Regions from separate parts of the Mus musculus genome. Here region 1 is linked to region 2. A link is a contact called in public HiChIP or PLAC-seq data. All regions are on one chromosome and are shown on one strand. Each heading gives the region's core, a stretch centred on a gene start, on an enhancer-like site or on the middle of the called end of the contact. The rest is flanking DNA. Distances are from core to core; before and after follow the strand shown.

The links. HiChIP or PLAC-seq counts read pairs in DNA pulled down with a chosen protein or histone mark.
Region 1: a contact with region 2 is called in a FOXA1 HiChIP or PLAC-seq map of pancreatic cancer cells. The contact joins two enhancer-like sites. A contact is called at or near these places in 1 of 39 promoter capture datasets (cranial neural crest) and 1 of 115 datasets of contacts at active chromatin or transcription factors (pancreatic cancer cells).

Annotation. Positions count from the first base shown.
Region 1 is chr11:75,215,993-75,222,221 of GRCm38.p6, reverse strand. All of the region lies in intron 1 of Rtn4rl1 (reticulon 4 receptor-like 1), which reads right to left. Among named protein-coding and RNA genes, the nearest start is that of Rtn4rl1, 25 kb to the right of the region's middle. Within about 2 kb of position 1,306, at least 26 of the 459 cell types and tissues checked have an H3K27ac peak or open chromatin away from gene starts, as enhancers often do. A contact at or near this core is called in pancreatic cancer cells, where this site is marked.
Region 2 is chr11:74,846,599-74,852,863 of GRCm38.p6, reverse strand. Sgsm2 (small G protein signaling modulator 2) reads left to right here. Exons shown (of 23, transcript NM_197943.3): 21 at 1,028-1,124; 22 at 1,598-1,765; 23 at 1,969-3,600. The coding sequence ends at 2,057. Among named protein-coding and RNA genes, the nearest start is that of Mir6926, 18 kb to the left of the region's middle. Within about 2 kb of position 4,478, at least 116 of the 459 cell types and tissues checked have an H3K27ac peak or open chromatin away from gene starts, as enhancers often do. A contact at or near this core is called in pancreatic cancer cells, where this site is marked.

The DNA of each region.
Region 1 (6,229 bases), core at 57-2,556, 370 kb before region 2:
AGGAAGGCGGATCTCTTGAGTTAGAGGCCAGCCTGGTCTACAAAGTGAGTTCCAGGACAGCCAGGGCTACATAGAGAAACCCTGTCTCGAAAAACAAAACAAAACAAAACAAAAAAAGGACTGGAGAGATAGCTCAGCAGTTAAGAGCACTGACTGCTCTTCCAGAGGTCCTGAGTTCAATTCCCAGCCACCACATGGTGGCTCACAACCATCTGTAATGGGGTCCAATACCCTCTTCTGGCTTGTCTGAAGACAACTACAGTGTACTCCTATACATAAATAATAATAAATCTTTAAAATAAAAATAAAATTTAACTTTTAAAAAATGAACCAGTAAGATGGCTCAGTGGGTAAAACTAGTTTCCATACAAGCCTGACAAACTGAGTTTGATCTTTGCAGCCCACAGTTAAAAAGGTTTGACTACCAAATGCAGTGCCCTTACTCACATATATACAAAACACAGAGAGATAGTCAGACAGACAGACAGAGAGGCAGACAGACAGAGATACTGGGAATGTCGTAGCTATTTGTAGAGTCCAGGACTAAGGTGTTGGGGGTGGTGGAGAGGCTAAATACTTAATTTTTGGTCTTGCTGAATACATGTGATAAATATTTCAAATCACTGCCATATTTAGTGGAGAAGTCTATACGTCCAGTTCCAAGTTCTGGGGATAATATTAAACCTCCTAATATCCAGAATAAAAGAATGGAGAGGAAGAGGAAGAGATGGGCAGGGTTAGAGACAGGAGCATCTGAGATAACAGCTCACTCAGTAGGCCAGGCTGGCTTCAGACTCAGCTGTCCCCCTGCCTCCACCTTCCCAGTGCTAAGCCTTTCTGCCTGGTTTCAGATACTCTTCTGAGTCACAATGCTTCCAAAGGTGGGCCTTTCGATCTGTCACACTGTTACTCTGTCTTGCTTTCTGTCACACTGTTACTCTGTCTTGCTTTCTGTCACATTGTTACTCTGTCTTGCTTTCTGTCACACTGTTACTCTGTCTTGCTTTCTGTCACATTGTTACTGTCTTGCTTTCTGTCACACTGTTACTCTGTCTTGCTTGCTCAAGTGGCTCTGAGCTGTGTCTCCAGGAATGGTGCCCCTCCCCCCTCCCCCCCCCCCCCCGCCCCCATTCTCCTTCCTTGTGTAGACAGAACTCCCTCCTTGTGACATGCGGCCACAATGGAGCAAGGGGCAGACTGCATTTGAGAAGAAAGTTCCTCTCTAAGTTCCAAGAGTGCTGACCCATGTGGGTTTTGGATGCCTGACCTTGGCCAATTAGTCCCTTGCTCAGTGTAACCAACCGAGTCACAGATTCAATTGGATCTGCAAACATTTATCGAGCACCCCGGTGCCAGCTGATTTCTGTCTGCTCTGTGAGTGCAATGAAGCTCCTCTCTGCAGATTGGAGTTATTTGTATTTCAAGGCAAAAAAAAGGTAAGTTTTAAGTACCTTTAAGGGGCAGTAATGGATGCCTTGGGCAGGGTGGGGCATGGGCTGAGGCGGAGGGTGAGAGGGCTGGGAAATGACCTATGAGTCAGGATAGCACAACCTGGCTGAACACAGACATGAGAAAGTGGACAGAGAAGTCAGATAAAACCTGAGCACTTTTCTCTCCCTTAAGTCCCCCACCACTTTCTTTTTAAACAGAAAAAAAAATGCATTCACATAGAAAAAAATTAACACAAAAGGATACCCAGTGAAAAGTAAGTCTCCTTTCGTCTCTCAGACCTCCAGTCCCCAGGACCTTTCTTCAGAGGCATCCCACTGCTAACTGTTTCTTTTGTGTCTTTCCAGAAAACGTCTATCACGTACAAGCAAATCTTTCTCTTTTAAAATCCAAATGTTATCACAGTGTATTAGCACTGCTCCTGCACTCGGCAGTACAGCTTGGCACTCAGCCCGCAGCAGAGCAGACTCACCCATCCCTTGGATCGCAGAATTGCAGTGTTCAGGGTGCTACATTTCTTACCAATCAGTCCTCCCACTGATGGGCGTTTAGCCTGTTTCCCGTGCCTGATATTATGGGTGGCGGTATCCCTCATACTTTCTTATTCAAATCTCTGCTCACTGGCTTGAGGGTGTCCAGGAGACAAGCTCCCAGGTAAGGGCCTGCTACATTGAGAAGGCTCCAGCTGTGAACAGCTGGAAGTTCTCTTAGAGATGTCTCTCCAAGACAAGTCTCAACTCCCTTCCTTGCATGCTCAGTTCCCGAGTGATATGTGACCACATCACAGCAAAGGAAGAGAATCTTTTTTCTGAATTTAGAGAGTCAATTTGTGTAGTTGGGGGTCCCGCTAGGGCTATCAGTCTGTAGCATCCTCAAGTTGTGGGCTAAGAGCAAAGAGAGAGATCAAAGTTTAATGATGCAATCAATGCCTGGCTATCGCACATGCTCTATCAGCTCGGGCTTCATCAGGTACTATTATTGCCATCGTGATGCAGGGAGAGCCCCACCTTGCCAATGGCAGAGAAAGCTCCCGGTGTGGGTCTGGTCTGTGCATCAAGTTGCTTTAAAGGCACCGAACTGGGAGCCTCCTCAGCTCTTGGAACTGGACGAGAGCTGAGACAGGCAGTTCCCACTTATCATGGCTTGGCATCTGGAACTCCCAGGCCTTTGCCAGTACCTAATAAACACCATACTTCATGCTTTGCCGCTGTCACCCACGCATCCCCTGATGCCCGCTGACGATGGCTGCCACTGCACACAGTCAGCATTTCACTTTTTATGACCTGGTTTGTTTTGTTTGTTTGTTTGTTTTCCTTAAGACAATTCAGCCTGAATGATGTCACTGTGACATAATAAAACCACAGTTTCGAGTTAGAGGTGAGGGTAAACATATAAAAATTATATAAAAAAGCCAGGTGGTGGTGGCGGCAGCGGCGGCGCACGCCTTTAATCCCAGCACTCAGGAGGCAGAGGCAGAGGCAGGCGGATTTCTGAGTCCGAGGCCAGCCTGGTCTACAAAGTGAGTTCCAGGGCAGCCAGGGCTATACAGAGAAACCCTGTCTCGAAAAAAAATTATATAAAAAATTAGCCTGAATATGGTAGTCTAATCACAGCACTAGGGAAACAGAGATATAATGAGACTCTCTCAATGAATCCGTGAATAATAAATGCACTGTCTTCATTTTGGGGGTCAATCAGACCTGAGTTCAAATCCTGGGCCTGGCATAACTCTCCGACCTTGGGAAGTCACTTAACTCCCTTCAGTCTTAATTCTATCACCTGTGAAGTGGGCTAAGAGCCTGTTCTAATAGGGATAGAGTGAAGAGTCAGAAGGATAATGAATTAATTATTTAAGAAATTTTTAATAGATGGGCCTTACTCCAAAAATGACCTCAGTCAGCCGCCGTAATGTATGTAGAGAGCCTGGCACATAGCAGCGGCTCAATAAAGCGTCACTCTCCTTCCGCTGCTCTCCTGAGAGTGGTCATTTCCAGAACAGAGTCCCCATCTCGAGGGAAACACTCTTAGAACTTCCATGGGAGGAACCTGGCCCAACTCTTTAGGGTTCCATCTCATTTTGAGTCCAAACAATTTTTTTTTAATCCCAACAACACATGCAGCTCACATTCTGGAAATCCCTCATCCCCTTTATGCACAACACAGCTTCAAATTACTTTTGGCCTTTTCCAAAAAAAAAATCAAACCCACCCTCAAAGGTCAAGGATTCGACAGTCAGTGCTATAAGAGGAAAACGCTGAAAATCTGAGGCAGTGTTAGAGTCAGCTTTTCTGAGGAAGCATGGCAGAACTGAAAGAAAAGCCCACATGTGCACGCCCACATGAATACACACACACACACACACACACACACACACACACATGTGCACACACATGCACATATAAACATACACTCACAAACACACATAGATACAGATTCACACTCTCACACATGCATATATACACAAACATGCATATACACACAAAATACACATACACAGACTTACACACATATACACATATAAATATTGTCACCCAAGTACATTCACACATATACACACAAACACAAATACAGGCAGCCAGGCTTGGTGGCGCATGTTTTTAATCCCAGCATTCAGGAGGCAAAGGCAGGCAGATCTCTAAGTTCAAGGCCAGCCTGGTCTACAGATCTAATTCCAGGACAGTCAGAGCTACACAAAGAAACCTTGTCTCAAACAAAGAACACATACAGGCACACATACATACACACAAACACACACAGATACACTCCCTCCCTCTTAAGCCAGCCCATTCCTTGAGACATTTGCATTGGGCCTTCTCAACGGGCAACTATACCTCAGCACTCATCAGTCCACGGCCTGAGTCTAGTCCTTAGCCTCAGGAGTAAGAGCAGAGTCTGTTGGGTCTGAGCACTGTGGGCTCCAGGGGAATTCTCAGATAGTAGGCTCAAGGACAACATGCCCAGAGGAAAGTGGTGGCCAGAGATGGAGGATGGAGTGGCTATCCCTCCTTTTATGGGAATGGTCAGAAAGGAGTTTGGAGTTTTGGGATCAAAGATGGATACCTTGGGTCTCCTCTGTGCCTGATTCCACTGTTTTCACTGAGAACTGCTGTTTTATCTGGCTGACTTCAAATCCCAGAGCTTAAGTGATTCTCCTGCTTCAGCCTCCCAGTTTTATAACGGTGTGATAACAGGACCTGAAATGCTTCCACAGAGGTCACTGGCCCAGTCAGGGAGCAAGTGGCCTTACCTCAGAATGCCCAAGGGCCCATCCCACCATCCCAGATACCTTGGGATCTTGTTTTCTTCCAGCCCCAATCTGGGAGAAGTTCCTGACCCTACCTAACTTCTTAAAACAAAACAAAACAAAACAAAACAAAACAAAACAAAACAAAACAAAACAAAACAAAACAAAACCTGGCTTCCCTGAGGCCAAGTAAAGAGATCCCAGGCTCCAAAATCATCCAGGCTAGATTTACTCCTGGGCTCAACCAGATACAGTGGCACAGACCTGTAATCCTAGGTCCTGGGTAGAGGCAGGAGGATTAGGAGTTCAAGGTCAGCTCTAAGCTATCCTGAGCTATAGGAGACCCTGCTAAAAACAAAACAAAATCACTGCCGTCATCAATAGAAACAACCCCCAGTTCATGGACCTCAGACTGCATAAGGAGACCCTGTGCTGCTGGGCGTATCACATTGTCAATCTAGGGATTAGAGAGAGGGGGACAATGGTGTCCAGCTAGCTCTCCCCCTTCCTCCACCTTCATCGTGTCTGGGACGCTAGCTCATAGGATGACACCACCCCCATTCCGGGTGGGTCTTCGGTACAAGCCCAAGGTGTATCTCCAAGGTGAGTCCAGTTCTGGCCAATTTGACAATGGAGTTGAACCATGACATACGGATGGAAAAATTTGATGAAGGTACCCCCCCCCCCCAAGAAGGCTCAGCACACAAAAGCACTTGCTGCACAAGCCTGACAAGCAGAGTTTGATGCCTGGAGCACTTAGGAAGATGAGAGAACCAACTCCATAAAGCTATCCATCGGTTACCCCAACAAGTGCTACGTGGCAGGCACCCCACCTCCACCACACACACATACAAAAAAAAAAAAAAAAGATAAACATTTAAAGATGGCAACCAACATTCCCAAGGCATGTGACTCTACTGTTCCTGAAGGAAGCCTGACAGTTACTCCTCCAAGCTTGCAGGGACGGAGGGAGCCCTGGAGCCTGACAGCAGTAAAGCTTTTATCTCGAAGGCAGCAGGTATAAAGGGAACCAGCTACTGGGAGGACCTAGAACTGGCTCTTGGGGACAAGACCTTTGGCCTTCCCTCACTCTTCCCCCTGCAGCACACGGGTGGGTAAGGGGCTCTGACTGCTGCAGGTCCCACCTGTGGGAAGGAAATAAAACACAATGGAACTCCCAGCGCTGAGGAATCCCCATGTGTACTACGGTCCCTCTCTAGGAATGCTTGCTGTAAGATCCAGTCGGCTCCAGACAAGTCCTTATCCTTGGCTAATTGGTTCACATCGATTGACCTTACAAGTGGGTCTAATGTATGACTGGTAAGAGTCGACCTGCGTGCCAGGCAACCCATGCGGTTAACTAGCTGCCATTCAAGCAACTGAACGAGATGCATGAACCCAAATTTCTCAGAACGCCTCTGATGGGTTTCACAGTCACATCTCCATCAGTGGTATGAAATATCTGCTGGGACAACGGTCCCGTTTAAAGGTCACAGGTCCTCTGAGACTGTGGAGATAACAATAGGGTAGATTCCT
Region 2 (6,265 bases), core at 3,229-5,728:
CAAAACAAAACATTACTGCCAGGCTCATGCTTGTAATCCCAGCACTTGGGATTTCGAGGCAGGGAGATCAGGATTGCTATGAATTCAAGGTGCACCTGGGCTACAGAGCGAGAACCTGTCAAGTCAAAAGGACTGGAGAAATACCTTAGTCTAGGAACTGAGTTTGACTCCTGTAGTTTTGTTTTGTTTTTAAAGCCACATAGTAGTTTATGACCCTGGGAAGGGGAAGCCAGTCAGATCCCTGGCTTCTCTGGCCAGACAACCTACTTGAGTTCAAGGCCAGCGAATGACAAAGAATAACAAACACACTTTAATCCTAGCAGAGCAGGCAGATTGCTGAGTTCGAGGCCAGCCTGGTCTTCAGAGTGAGTTCCAGCACAGCCAGGGCTACACAGAGAAACCCTGTCTTGAAAACAAAACAAAACAAAAAAAAAAAGAATGACAAAAGGTGGAGAGCAGCAGTGAATGACACCTGAGGTCGTCCCCTGGCCAGCACACAGTGTGCCCACATGCCCATGGTCACCTACAAGTACATGTAGGCACAAATATGCAAACACTGAGTTAGCTGGGGGCTTCCAGAGGATCTGGGTTCACTTCCCAGCACCCACATGGCAGCTCACAACTGTCTGTAGCTCCAGTTCCAGGGGACAGAACACCCTCACACAGACGAACATTCAGGCAAAGCACATAAACTAAAAATAAAGCATTAAAAAATGAATCAATTTAAATGTTTAAAAACAAAGGCTCTAGTTCAGGTAAAGTGCTTGCCTACACATGAAAAGCCCTGGGTTTCACTCCCGGCACCACACAGAAAGATACAGTTATCCGTGTCACACACTGAGGAGCAGTGTGCCCACATGCCTGAGCCTGTTTTGGTGAGAAGTGAAGTTAGTGATTAAATCAAATGCCCAGAAACTGGAGTTGCTGCAGAAAGGCTACAGCCAAGGGAGGGAGGGGGGGGGAGGGAGGGAGCATGAGGGCTGCACATAAGCAGCTCAGGTCAGTGTTTCTCCCCCTCTCTCATGAGATCTTGGACTCAGAGCTATTTGAGCTGATGCATCAAAATGGAGACTATACCCACTTCTATTTCTGTTATCGCTGGTTCCTGCTGGATTTTAAAAGAGGTAAGAAGTGGGTGTATCTAGGCATCAGAGCCCAGTCTAGAAATTCAAGACCAGTCTCAGCTAGCAAGACCCTGTCTTTTAAAGAATTAAAAAAAAAAAAAGTGGGACTTGGGACTGGGGTCAGGGGAACGGGAGAGCCCCAAATCAATTGCTGCATGTATGTACTTGCACATGTATGTGCTCACACGCTCGAAAGGCCTTTCCACACCACTGTTCTGCTCGTTATGTCACAGGCGATGGTCTTTGGAGCCTTGTCCAAACTCCAGCTCCCCTGAGCACTAAGAATGAGGAGCATCTGCAGAGATAGCCAAAGAAGGGGGTGGGGTCTTGGTCTTGGGATGGATTCCCCCATTCTGGAGCCAGGCTGGGCCAGGTTGGGTGCCGGAGGGAGAATGTAGCTGCTGGAGCCTGAGGCCATGTGTCCCCATCAAGCCCCGTGCCTGGATCAAGTGGCAGCTCCTTCCTGTTCCCAGAGCTGCTGTATGAGGACGTGTTTGCAGTGTGGGAAGTGATCTGGGCAGCCAGGCGCATCTCCTCAGAGCACTTTGTCCTGTTCATCGCCCTGGCCCTGGTGGAGGCCTACAGAGAGATTATCCGTGACAACAACATGGACTTCACCGACATCATCAAATTCTTCAACGGTATGAGCTGATCCAGCCATTCTCGATGTGCCCTAGAAGGGGGCATGGGGCCTCAAGTCCTGGACTGGGCAGAGTTGGAGGGTTCTCAAGAATTCTAGGATCACTTCGCATAGGAGGTATCAAGAGCACAGCAGGTGGAAACTAAGCAGAGGTTTCAGCCAGGGCTCCTCTCAACCTCCCATAATTCTCCATGTTTTCCCCAGAGCGGGCTGAGCGGCATGATGCCCAGGAGATCCTGCGGATTGCCCGGGACTTGGTCCACAAGGTGCAGATGCTCATAGACAACAAGTGACGGCTGCAGCTGGGGGTGGCAAAGTGCAGAGCCCAGGTACCAGGCCCCTGAGCTCCAGCAGGGAGAGGCAGAGGCCATCATAGCCCAAACTGCCTCTCCCGATCCCTTACCCCACCCTCACCCCTGCCAACCCCACCCACTCAGCTGTGTAACCTAACAAAGTGACTGAGCCTGGGATGTGAGTGTGGGCAGTGCTGGCCCTGCAGGGCAAGTTGGGGTCAGGATGCCTGCAGATCACAGCTGGGTAGGAGGGGTCGGCCTCAGGAGACTGGCTGCCTTGGGGGACCCCTTTCTGTGTTCCCCTCTCAAACAACTTAGAATAGCCCCAGTGCCGCCTGCAGCCTCAGCCTGGACTGTTTCCCAAAGCCTCTTTCCTGTCAACCTGGGGCCCTGTATGGTTAGTGGGGTCTACAGTGGCCCGCGCCTCATCTAACAAGAGTTGCATAGGACCAGGGGCTCTGTGCCATATCTCTCCTGAGGCCTTCTATGGTCTCAACTAGCTGCCTGTTCAGGCATGTGTCCTAGGGGCAGGAGACCTTGGCTACCTCCCAGGCTCTCCTAAGACTCTGGGGCAGTCAGATGTGGGCCCTGGGTGAGAGTGGCCCACCTCAGCAGCACTGCCACAGCCTCTGGCCAGAGATTAACCCCATGATCTCCCCACAGTACACAGTGACCCACCCACTCGTGTGTACAGTGTCACTCTCTGCACCCTGCCCTTGCTTTCTGCACTAGAAATCCCTAGGACTGCACATAAGCAACACACTCGCCGCCCGCTGTGTGGTGTGGAGGGCAGTGACTGCGCTTGCCCTCCAGAACCACCCCAGAAAGTGTAGGAAGACAGTCCTATCACAACCTTCCTCCAAGGACAGGCCTGTGAGTTCCGGGGTACCTGTTACCTATTCCAGACATCTGAGTACCTGGGGCTGAGGGAGGTGGGAGTGCCTGGATAGTCCCAGTTCATCCCCAGGGAGAGGCAAGGCCAGCTCCACTTTCCATAGGCTTTTCAGGGTTCTGAGAAGCCTGAAGACCCAGAAGGGTCTCTGGAAGAGTTTACAGGGTTGTCGATAAAGGTCCAACCCTTGACCTGAGGTCTAGGCATGCTGTTTCTTTGTTCTGTCACCCCCCCCATGTCCCCACCATCTGAGCACATGTAAGCCAAGTCTGGGCCCTGAAGCCCACACCTGGCCTGGCTCCTGCCTAGAAGTCACCAAGGTCCACAGACTTGCTGCAGCTGAAAAACACGAGAAAGGACCAGCCGCATTCTGCACATAGCACAGCCTTCCCTGTCCCCTACCCCAACCCGGGTACTGCACAGCCTGTGTGGGGCCAGCTTACCCCATTGCCCACCCTTGTTCCTGACTCCTCAGTCTCCACCAAGCACGGGTGGCCAATGTGTGCCTGCCTTAGTGACTCTGGTTTTGTGAGGAGCAGAGTGTATGGGGTTTTGAGTTTTGTTTGTTTGTTCATTTGGTTGGTTGGTTTTTGTTTTGCTCAGAAACTATACTCTTCAATGTAACAGACTAATAAAATGCATTTGGCAATGCCTGAGGCTCTGATGGCTATTTGTGGGACTGGCTGGATGCAGTAGCTCATGTGTTAGATAGTTCGGTACATTCCAACATACAACAGTAAAGGGCGACAGCTTATAAATACAAAACAAAAAACAACAAAGACATAAAACCAAGAATGGTGTAAGAGAACCAAAGTTTTTCCTAGTGAAGAGCCACCAGTTGTGGGGCTCTGTGGCATGGGCTAGTTAGGAAGTCGGGTACCACAGAACAGTGGTCTTATACTGGCTTAACTTGTAGGGCCTCTAGACTACAGTTGAGAGGAAGTCCTTCCCGCTTCTGTGCTCCCTCCCCCCAGCTTACTACACCTCTCCACCCCCAGTGAACAAAGTGAGGCATGATCTCAGCGAGGAATGCCATGAGGCCCCAGCTCTCAGAAGGCCACCAGAAGACCTGCCCTCTGAGCCCCTCACTACCACTGAGCACATTTCTGAGATACCTGGATCAGTCTGGGGGAAGGAGCTAGAGGGTGCAGCTGCTGGGAAGGTGTGGAAAGGGCCTGCTTATAACTGCCTCGACCTTCCCTACCCTAGAGTGTTTCTGGTCATATCTTTAGCAGCTTCCTTTAACTCCTGCTTTCTGAGCAGTTTCCCAAAAGCTGAGTGTTCTAGTCCACAGTCCTGACAGTCTGGCACCAGCAACTATAACAGAATACAGGCCAGTGACCAGAGCTGGCCAGGGAAAACTGGGACACAGGAAGCCAAGGCCTGGATATGCCCTTTAGGGAAACACTCCCCACCTCCCTGCCTCCCCAGCAGGTTCTGTAACCTGGGTGATTGTTGAATCCTGCTGTGACCACATTCGCCAAAGGTCTGGGCAAATCAACCTGGGAGGAACCTGCCCCGCCCCTGTCCCCGCCCCGTCTATCCTCTCTGCTCCGCCTCCCTACTCTACATGCTAGCAGGCTATGTAGACACTACAGGGGATCCCACAGCCAACAGAGGTCTCCAGAGGGCTGGGCTAGCATTGGGCTTCATGGACACAGGCGTTGGTGAGTATTCAGGAGCTCTAAGCACAGGGAAGGAGTGGCTTGTTGCTCATCCCAAAGATGGATGGCCCAAGTCTCGGGTGGTCTTCCCAGGGCAGGGGCTTCATTCTATTCGCAGTGCTAGGCGCTGAGTGAGCACCCTCTGAGGAGTATTATTAACCCTAGCCTTCACCTGCGGCACCAGCAGACAGGACAAAGCTTTTCCTGATGCGACCAGCAGAGAGCGCTCACACCTCATGAGTCAGAATTGCTCATGTGGGAGATTGGAACTGACAATCAGCAGGGGACCCCAGAAAATAAGAGTCCAGGCTATTTACGGCCAGCACTTCTTTCCTGAGGGTAATGACGGCCCCACCCCACCCCACTCCTAGCAAAGGGACTGAGGGTTATATACAACCAGAAAACACCCACCTAACCCACACTAGACACAGTTAACAGGATCCTTGGTCTTGTTCCCCACCACTTGCCTCCAAGACAGCCCTGCTCAGAGCTACTTGGTCAGAAGTCCTCTGGACCCAGCCAAGGTCTCCACTTTTTTTTTTTTTTTTTTTGGTTTTTTCGAGACAGGGTTTCTCTGTGTAGCCCTGGCTGTCCTGGAACTCACTTTGTAGACCAGGCTGGCCTCGAACTCAGAAATCCGCCTGCCTCTGCCTCCCGAGTGCTGGGATTAAAGGCGTGCGCCACCACGCCCGGCCTAGGTCTCCACTTTCTAGATCCTGACCCCCAACCTCATTCAGCTCCATAGAGTGGAACAGAGTTAGGACCCAAAGTGGCTTTGCGAAACCCCTTACCATCTGTCCCCAGGTCCTGGGGGCTAGCCTCTGTTATCTATCCCCAGAAGGCCAGGTCAGAAGTGCCTAATGCTAAGGAAAGATATACTGAAGTGAGCAAGCAAAGGACTAAGTTTTGTAGTCTTTTTTTGTTTTCTTTTATTTTTCGAGACAGGGTTTCTCTTTATAGCCCTGACTGTCCTGGAACTCACTTTGTAGACCAGGCTGGCCTCCAACTCAGAAATCCGCCTGCCTCTGCCTCCCGAGTGCTGGTGTTAAAGGCGTGCACCACCACACCGGCTAGTTTTGTAGTCTTAACCAACAAGGTGCAACGGTATGACTTTAGCAAGTCATTGGCCATTTCTGATTTGCTCAAAAGGACTACCTCTTGCCTTATTTAACCGGCTTTTTTTTTTTTTTTTTTTTTTTTTTTTTTAAGATTTATAGCCGGGCGTGGTGGCGCACGCCTTTAACACCAGCACTCGGGAGGCAGAGGCAGGCGGATTTCTGAGTTGGAGGCCAGCCTGGTCTACAAAGTAAGTTTCAGGACAGCCAGGGCTACATAGAGAAACCTTGTCTCGAAAAACCAAAAAAAAAAAAAAAAAGATTTATTATTATATCTAAGTGCACTGTAGCTGTCTTCAGACACACCAGAAGAGGTCATCAGATCTCATTACAGATGGTTGTGAGCCACCATGTGGTTGCTGGGATTTGAACTCAGGACCTCTGGAAGTGCAGTCAGTGCTCTTAACCACTGAGCCATCTCTCCAGCCCCCTTCACTGGCTGTTTAATGAAATAAGATCATGTTTTGAAACGATGAGGACCTATACAGCCTTGTGTTGGGTCACAGTTGTGAGGCCAGATCCTTCATTGACCCAGGG